Linked DNA regions of Sus scrofa: region 1 is linked to region 2. The links are chromatin contacts, called in public Hi-C maps. All regions are on one chromosome and are shown on one strand. Each heading gives the region's core, a stretch centred on a gene start, on an enhancer-like site or on the middle of the called end of the contact. The rest is flanking DNA. Distances are from core to core; before and after follow the strand shown. Region 1 overlaps LIMCH1 (LIM and calponin homology domains-containing protein 1). Region 2 holds the start of LIMCH1 (LIM and calponin homology domains-containing protein 1).

The links. A called contact is a pair of places that touch in the nucleus more often than the background predicts.
Region 1: a contact with region 2 is called in a Hi-C map of liver, with 1.7 times the contacts expected there. The contact joins the enhancer-like site here to the promoter of LIMCH1 in region 2. A contact is called at or near these places in 1 of 5 promoter capture datasets (liver), 4 of 47 Hi-C or Micro-C datasets (fetal heart ventricle, liver and psoas muscle) and 1 of 2 datasets of contacts at active chromatin or transcription factors (skeletal muscle).

What each region holds. Positions count from the first base shown.
Region 1 is chr8:32,506,387-32,509,289 of Sscrofa11.1, reverse strand. The region is part of intron 1 of LIMCH1 (LIM and calponin homology domains-containing protein 1); the gene reads right to left. Among named protein-coding and RNA genes, the nearest start is that of LIMCH1, 75 kb to the right of the region's middle. Within about 2 kb of position 1,334, at least 9 of the 83 cell types and tissues checked have an H3K27ac peak or open chromatin away from gene starts, as enhancers often do. A contact at or near this core is called in liver, where this site is marked.
Region 2 is chr8:32,431,553-32,434,737 of Sscrofa11.1, reverse strand. LIMCH1 (LIM and calponin homology domains-containing protein 1) reads right to left here and starts at 1,703. Exons shown (of 35, transcript XM_021101157.1): 1 at 1,201-1,703. The coding sequence starts at 1,296.

The DNA.
Region 1 (2,903 bases), core at 85-2,584, 75 kb before region 2:
TCGCACACCTGAATAGCTAGAAGCCGCTTAGTGTCTCCAGATAGTCACCTTATTGTCTACCTTTTTTTTATTTTTCATTTTTATTGTTGTTGTTGTTTGGCATTTTAGGGCTGCACCTGCAGCATGTGGAAGTTCCCAGGCTAGGGGTCGAATTGGAGCTGCATCTGCAGTCTACACCATAGCTCGTGGCAATGCCAGATCCTTAACCCACTGAGCAAGGCCAGGGATGGAACCCACCACCTCATGGATCCCAGTCGGGTTCGTTAGCCACTGAGCCACAAAGGGAACTCCCTATTGTCTACCTTTGGCTCCTCAATTACTGGCTGTCTCTGCCACTTTTATTCCCGCCAATTATCTCTTATTTGAAATCAATCCCCTCCCCTGGAGTTCTTGACGCCAATTTGTCCTGGCATTATCCCACCTCCAGTTCTTTTTACTTTCTCTAAGAAACACAGTTACTAAGTGTCAGGCTCTGTTCTAAGTGCCTAAGACATGCTAAGTCCTTCAATCACTATAATATGGCCTGAGGACTATTACCTGCGCTCCCATTACCCTGCTAGGGCATGGAGGCTAAGGGACTTGCCCAAGGTCCTCTTTTGGGAAGAGGCAGAGCCAAGATTCAAGGCCTCAGAATTCTGTTCTTTACCGCTCCTCCACGCTGTCTCCCCCACTGCTGTGTCCCCTTCCCTCCCAAAGGTTAGAAAGTCAGCAGTCCCCCTGCCCCATCAAGAGGTCACCTTTGAGAATCTCAATTTCAGAGCAATCTAGCCATGGAGCTGTTAAGACCACCCAAGGAAAACGGCTTATTATCCCCCTGCACACATTTCAGAGAGATTTTTTTTCTAACTGCTGAACACACGGGAAGGTGGGGGGTGGGGTGGAACCCAACAGTAAACTATTCTTTTTTTCCAAAGGGACTCACCATTTGGTGGGTAAACAAGGTGAGAAAACAGAGCTAAGCCCCAAGGACTAGACAATGTGGTCTGAGTTAAAGATAAAGCCAAACTTGCACTGAATTCATCAGGAATGATTGATTGAAACTTAACTGGGGAACTCATTTGTTTGTACAGTCTAAAGAAGGAAGGAGTCCTGTTTTGGTAAGATAGCCCTAAGTCTGGCTTCTGTTTTATTTTTGCTATGTATTTTTGTACCTTGGGGGGTGGTGGTGGTATGAGCAGGAGTGCAAAGGTCTTCTGGCAAAAAACTCCTTTGTTAAAATCCAGAAAAACAAACAACCAGCATCAATGTTTTGGAACAGCCCACAGCTGCCCTGCTTTCAAACATTTTACCTTCCACTTATTTAAGGAAATGAGCACACAAAGGCTTCCAGAATTGGGTCTGACCCCGAGGAGGTCACTGCACCGGACCCACTGAGTTCTTGCACAAGACAGGGAGAGGGCAGCAGGGGAGGAGGGAGGAAATGGCCAGGCAGACTGATAAATACAAAAATGCTCACTCTCTTGACCCTCGGGCAGGAGGAAAACAAAATCCATCATGTGTGAGCTGGCAAAGGAAGCTTTACTTTGAGGACAAAATCCATGCAGTACTTAAAATGCCCATGACAGGGCCTTCCCGTGAGTCCGGAGAAATGAATAGCGCAGACAGGAAGACCCCAGACAGTTCATGGTAGAAAGAGGAAAAGAGCAGGAGGGGCAATGGAAAGGCTCCAAAGATTCCAATGATCTCAAGCCATCAGTGTCAAAACCTCTCTCTCCCCAAACTGTCCAAGAAAGGCTCAGATGTAAAATAAATGAGGTCTGGCCCCTTTCTTTGATGCTCAATCGGAAGCTCGAGGTATCAAAACTCATTCATCCATTGATTCCCCCAGTGTGAACGGCACTCCGCTTTCTGTGCCCGGGAACTGGGCGAGGCATTGGGGGCGGAGCCTGACTCGCCACATCTTCATGAGAGGTGCGAGCTCATTGGAATGTCATAGAAAACATCAGGCAGGTGTGCTTTTGTGTACCAAGAGTATAGGTGGATGCAATTTGTAACCCAGCATCCTACCTGCAATGATGATTTTAGATGAAAGGGAAGCCAACAATTGCTCAATAACTGTGAACTGTACCTGGGAGGGCTGAGATGGTCCCTTATTTCAACAAGGCTGAAGGAGTTTGTTTACAAAGACCTGTCAAACTGCACTCAGGAATGGGCTGGCTCTCTTAAGCAATGATGTTTCTGTGCCAACTCCAAGTCTAAAGGGGACAGCCCCTGCCAGGAAATGACAATTCTGTGTGGCGCCAACTGCAGTACATATTAGATCCTTTGCACCAAGAAAACAACCCTTTCCAAACCTCTCCTCCACTGTAGAAGGCAGTCATATGTAGGGAACCTTCAAAAGACTGAGTTACCAGAATTACTCTAAGCAGGTAATATTTCTAAAGTAAAATGACCAGGATATGGTTATGATTCATAAATTTCACTAACATCTCCTGTGAAACATCAATATGAAATACATCTTTCGCTATTACACAGAAGAATGTAGAAAAACCCTTTTTATATGCATACCATAAAAAGACCTCAGACTCACCTGGAATTTTATAGGAATCTTTTCACTCTCTCAGATTTCATAGTTAGGCGCGGTTTCAGATCGAAACTATTCACATGGACATAAATGTTCCTAAAAACAGCAGCACCTCAGACATCCAGCTCTCAGCTGTCTACAAACCCCCATTCTCTGAAACAGCCATGAAACTAGACATTTAAGTGTCTGCATATGTGGCAGAATCCCAGAAAAGCCTGTGACATGACGAATGGGTAAAAAAAGGCAGTGTGCTTGGTAGGTAACTGTTTTTTGAGTTTGGCAATTGGTGGTCCAAGCCAGTGTCCCATGGACAACCAGTCTTCAGGATGAAGAACTCGAAGTCAATATAATTGGTTTAAAAACAGCAGGTAACAGAGGT
Region 2 (3,185 bases), core at 454-2,953:
GGCTGGCCCGTCAGAGCACCATTGAATGAGGGTGGTTTCCGCAGACAGCTCAGCAGATTTAAATCTGTACCATCTAGCTCTGTTACTCCAGCAGCATCAAGATGTGAGGTGCCACACGGAGTGTCAGTTAAGTGACAAGTCTGAGTACTAACATGCTTCACCGTTGCTAGATCATGACTTAGCCGTACATCTCTTCCTTTAAACTACCAGGGAGGGAGAGCAGCTTGTCCCTGAGGAAAGAGGGCCAAAATGCACCTTCCGCTGAGCCTCAAGAAAGGCCGCCCGCGGAAACAGAGGCTCACTGCACAGGTCACAGGGGGTCACCTTTCCCCCTCGCGCCCCGCAAGAGTCCTGACCCCCGCAGACACGTCTTTTCAGGGGCACAGGACCACCAAGCTGCATTTACAGATAGACATCGAGAATCAGGATCGCCCAGGGATCGCTTCCTGGACTGAGCCGAGAGCTCCAGTGATTTCCCTAGCCTGCCACCGAGTCATTTAAGAAGTAAAATATGCCAACGGGGCCCGGTACTCGGCCCCTGCGAGCCCGCCCCACCGCCTCTCGGATGGAGTAGGGGCTGCCGATGTTTGGTCTGCGCGGATGGCGCTTTCGCAGGTGGGTCTAGCAGGCTCCCCGGCCCTCTGTGCTATGCCAGCCTCACACCTGACCCAGTGCCAAGAATACAGCCCGAGGGTCCAGTGGGTACGCGCTTCCGTGGTGATATACACAGCTCTGCTTCCCAAGGGCAGGGAGGGGGCACCAACCGGCAGAATAGGACGTGGAGCAGGCCCTCTCCCCCGCCCCCCGCCAAATGCGGCCTCGGCAAGGACTCCGGAGGCTCTCGCTTAATGCGCCTTTGCGGCGCTTGGGCTCGCACTGCGCTTCCCGTGGCAGCGCCTGGAAGCGGCAGGAGCTGAGATTTGCGCTGCTGGCGGGCAGGAGGGATGGAGGCGCAGAGGACCGCTTCCTGCCCCCTACATGCACAGCGAGCGCAGTGTCCCCACTTCGCGCCCACCCTCACCCAAGTCGCCAGTACCAAAGCGTCAGAGAATCACAGCTCGCTCGAGGCCCTGGCGGGTGACCTGGCGCAGCTGGCAAAAGAAAGTGGGGGGAGGCGAGGCTCGACCTGTCGTCCGTGTGTGCGCGGGTCAGGGGCTCCGGGCGCCCCTGCAAGGCCGCCCGCCAGCCGCGGGCACCTACCTCGATCCACTTCTGCGCCTCGGAGAAGGCGGGCTCGGGGGGCGGCTCGGGCTGCAAGGGCTGAAGAGCTTCCAGACCGAGAGCGGGACAAGCCATTTGCGAAGCCCCGCGTCCACTCGAGCGCTGGGCCGCCGGGATGAGGACGGCCGCCGCCGCCGCTGCCGCCGCAGGAGCGCGCTCCCCGCCCCTTCCCGCCCGCCCGTTCTCCGGCTCTCCTCCCCCGCCGGCCCCTCCTCCGCTCGGCGCAGGTCCCCGCGGAGAGCCGCGCTGCCGCCGAGGACGCCGCCGCAGCTGTTCCCAGAGCCGCCCGGCTCGGCCGCGCCGCGAGTCCCCGCGGGAGCGAGCGCCGAGGCGCCGGGAGCTCCCTCTACCCCCACCTCCGCTCCGCCCCCCGCCCCGGGCGGGGTGTCAGCCACCGGCTAAAAATAACCGAGAGTGAGCACTGGGTGTCTCCCTCCCTGCCCACGACGCGACCGGGACAGGGACTCGGGCCAGCCGCCCCGCGCACGTCCCCGCGCCGGGCTGTCCCGGGAGAGGCGAGCGAGCCCGGCGCACGCGTCCCTGGGGAGCTAGTGCTGCCGCAGCAGGACAGTGGCCGCCCGCACCTGCAGTCCCCTCCCACTACGCGCCGCAGCAGCGGCAGTGGTGGCAAGAGGGGCAGCCCTCTAACCTGGTGCCAGGGATGTTCAATCGCCTGATCTTTTTGGAAGGGGGAAAACAAAAAAGATAAGCGACCTTTATGAGCCTTTTTCTCTCCAGGCACGCTACCTGTGTCCCCGTCTGTTGATTAATTTAACTCATCATTTTTGTGCACCTACTGTGTGCCAGGCACTGAAGTAGTCGCTGGGGACCCAGGGATGACAGAAAGAAAGAACGAGAGGGAGGGAGGACTCCAGGACCTAGCCCTCAAAATAATTATATTCTAGAGAAAATGGGGTCAAACAAAAGAAGGTAATTGTGGAGAGTGATGCTAAGAAGGTAAAAGCAGAGAAGAGAAATTATGACCTGGGAAGAGAACATTGGCTAGCTTCAAATAGTCTCTCCACCTTCACGGTGGGAGGGACCTGGGAGCCCAAGTTCCCTTCAACGGAAGGAGGCAGGAGGTCTGCAGGCTGGAGGAGAGGGAAGTGGGGATATTTATGCCCCCTCTTACTGCAAAAGGCTGGAGGATTTGGCTGCACCGCTCCAGTGAAGGCTGCAGTTTGTGTTCTCTGAGGTGCTCTGTCGCCTCTTGTCCTACGGCGGCGTGTCCCCAGGCCCAGTGGTAGCAAAGGCATCCCCATCCCATGTTGATTTTTGGCCTGCCCACTTCCTGCTAGTGGTCTCTTCATAAACTCTCCTCAGGCACCCCCAAATGAGCCTGCCTTCTGTTTTGCATGAGAGCCCAACTGATGATCAAGAAAGGTTTTTCTGACAACATGACGTGGTGAGGTGACAGGAAGGAGAAAGAAAGATGTTAACGATGCAAAAATCTGGAGAAACATTTCCAGATGGGTATAAAGGCCTTCAGGTAGAAATGAGCTTGGTGCAGGTCATGGAATCCACAGAAGGCCAGTGTGACAGGGATGACAGGCCCGATTGGGAGGGGGGAAGGCCACCCCGCAGTGGACAGGGCAAGAAGTCCGTGGGTGCCTCAGCAGCTAAGTCTCTCTTCCTGTTCAGAGTCCAAGTTTAGCCTTTGTCTAATTCTGCTGCTATAATAAGGGGATAGAACAAAAAACAGGCCTGAAATTCCACTATTACTGGCTTTGGAGTCAGACAGCCTTCAGTTTATTTACTTTTAAAACACTTATATGGCACTTGAATTGTGCCAGGCACTGTTTTAAGTGCATTACAAATAATTGACTAACTCATTCCCTAGTCCAACCCTGTAAGATAGACTATTTCCATCCCTAGGAAAAAACCAGGGGACAGAGAAGGGGGTGTCACACAGCTGGTGAGCAGCACAGCCCTGATTCAAGCCCAGACAGACTGGCGCCAGATCT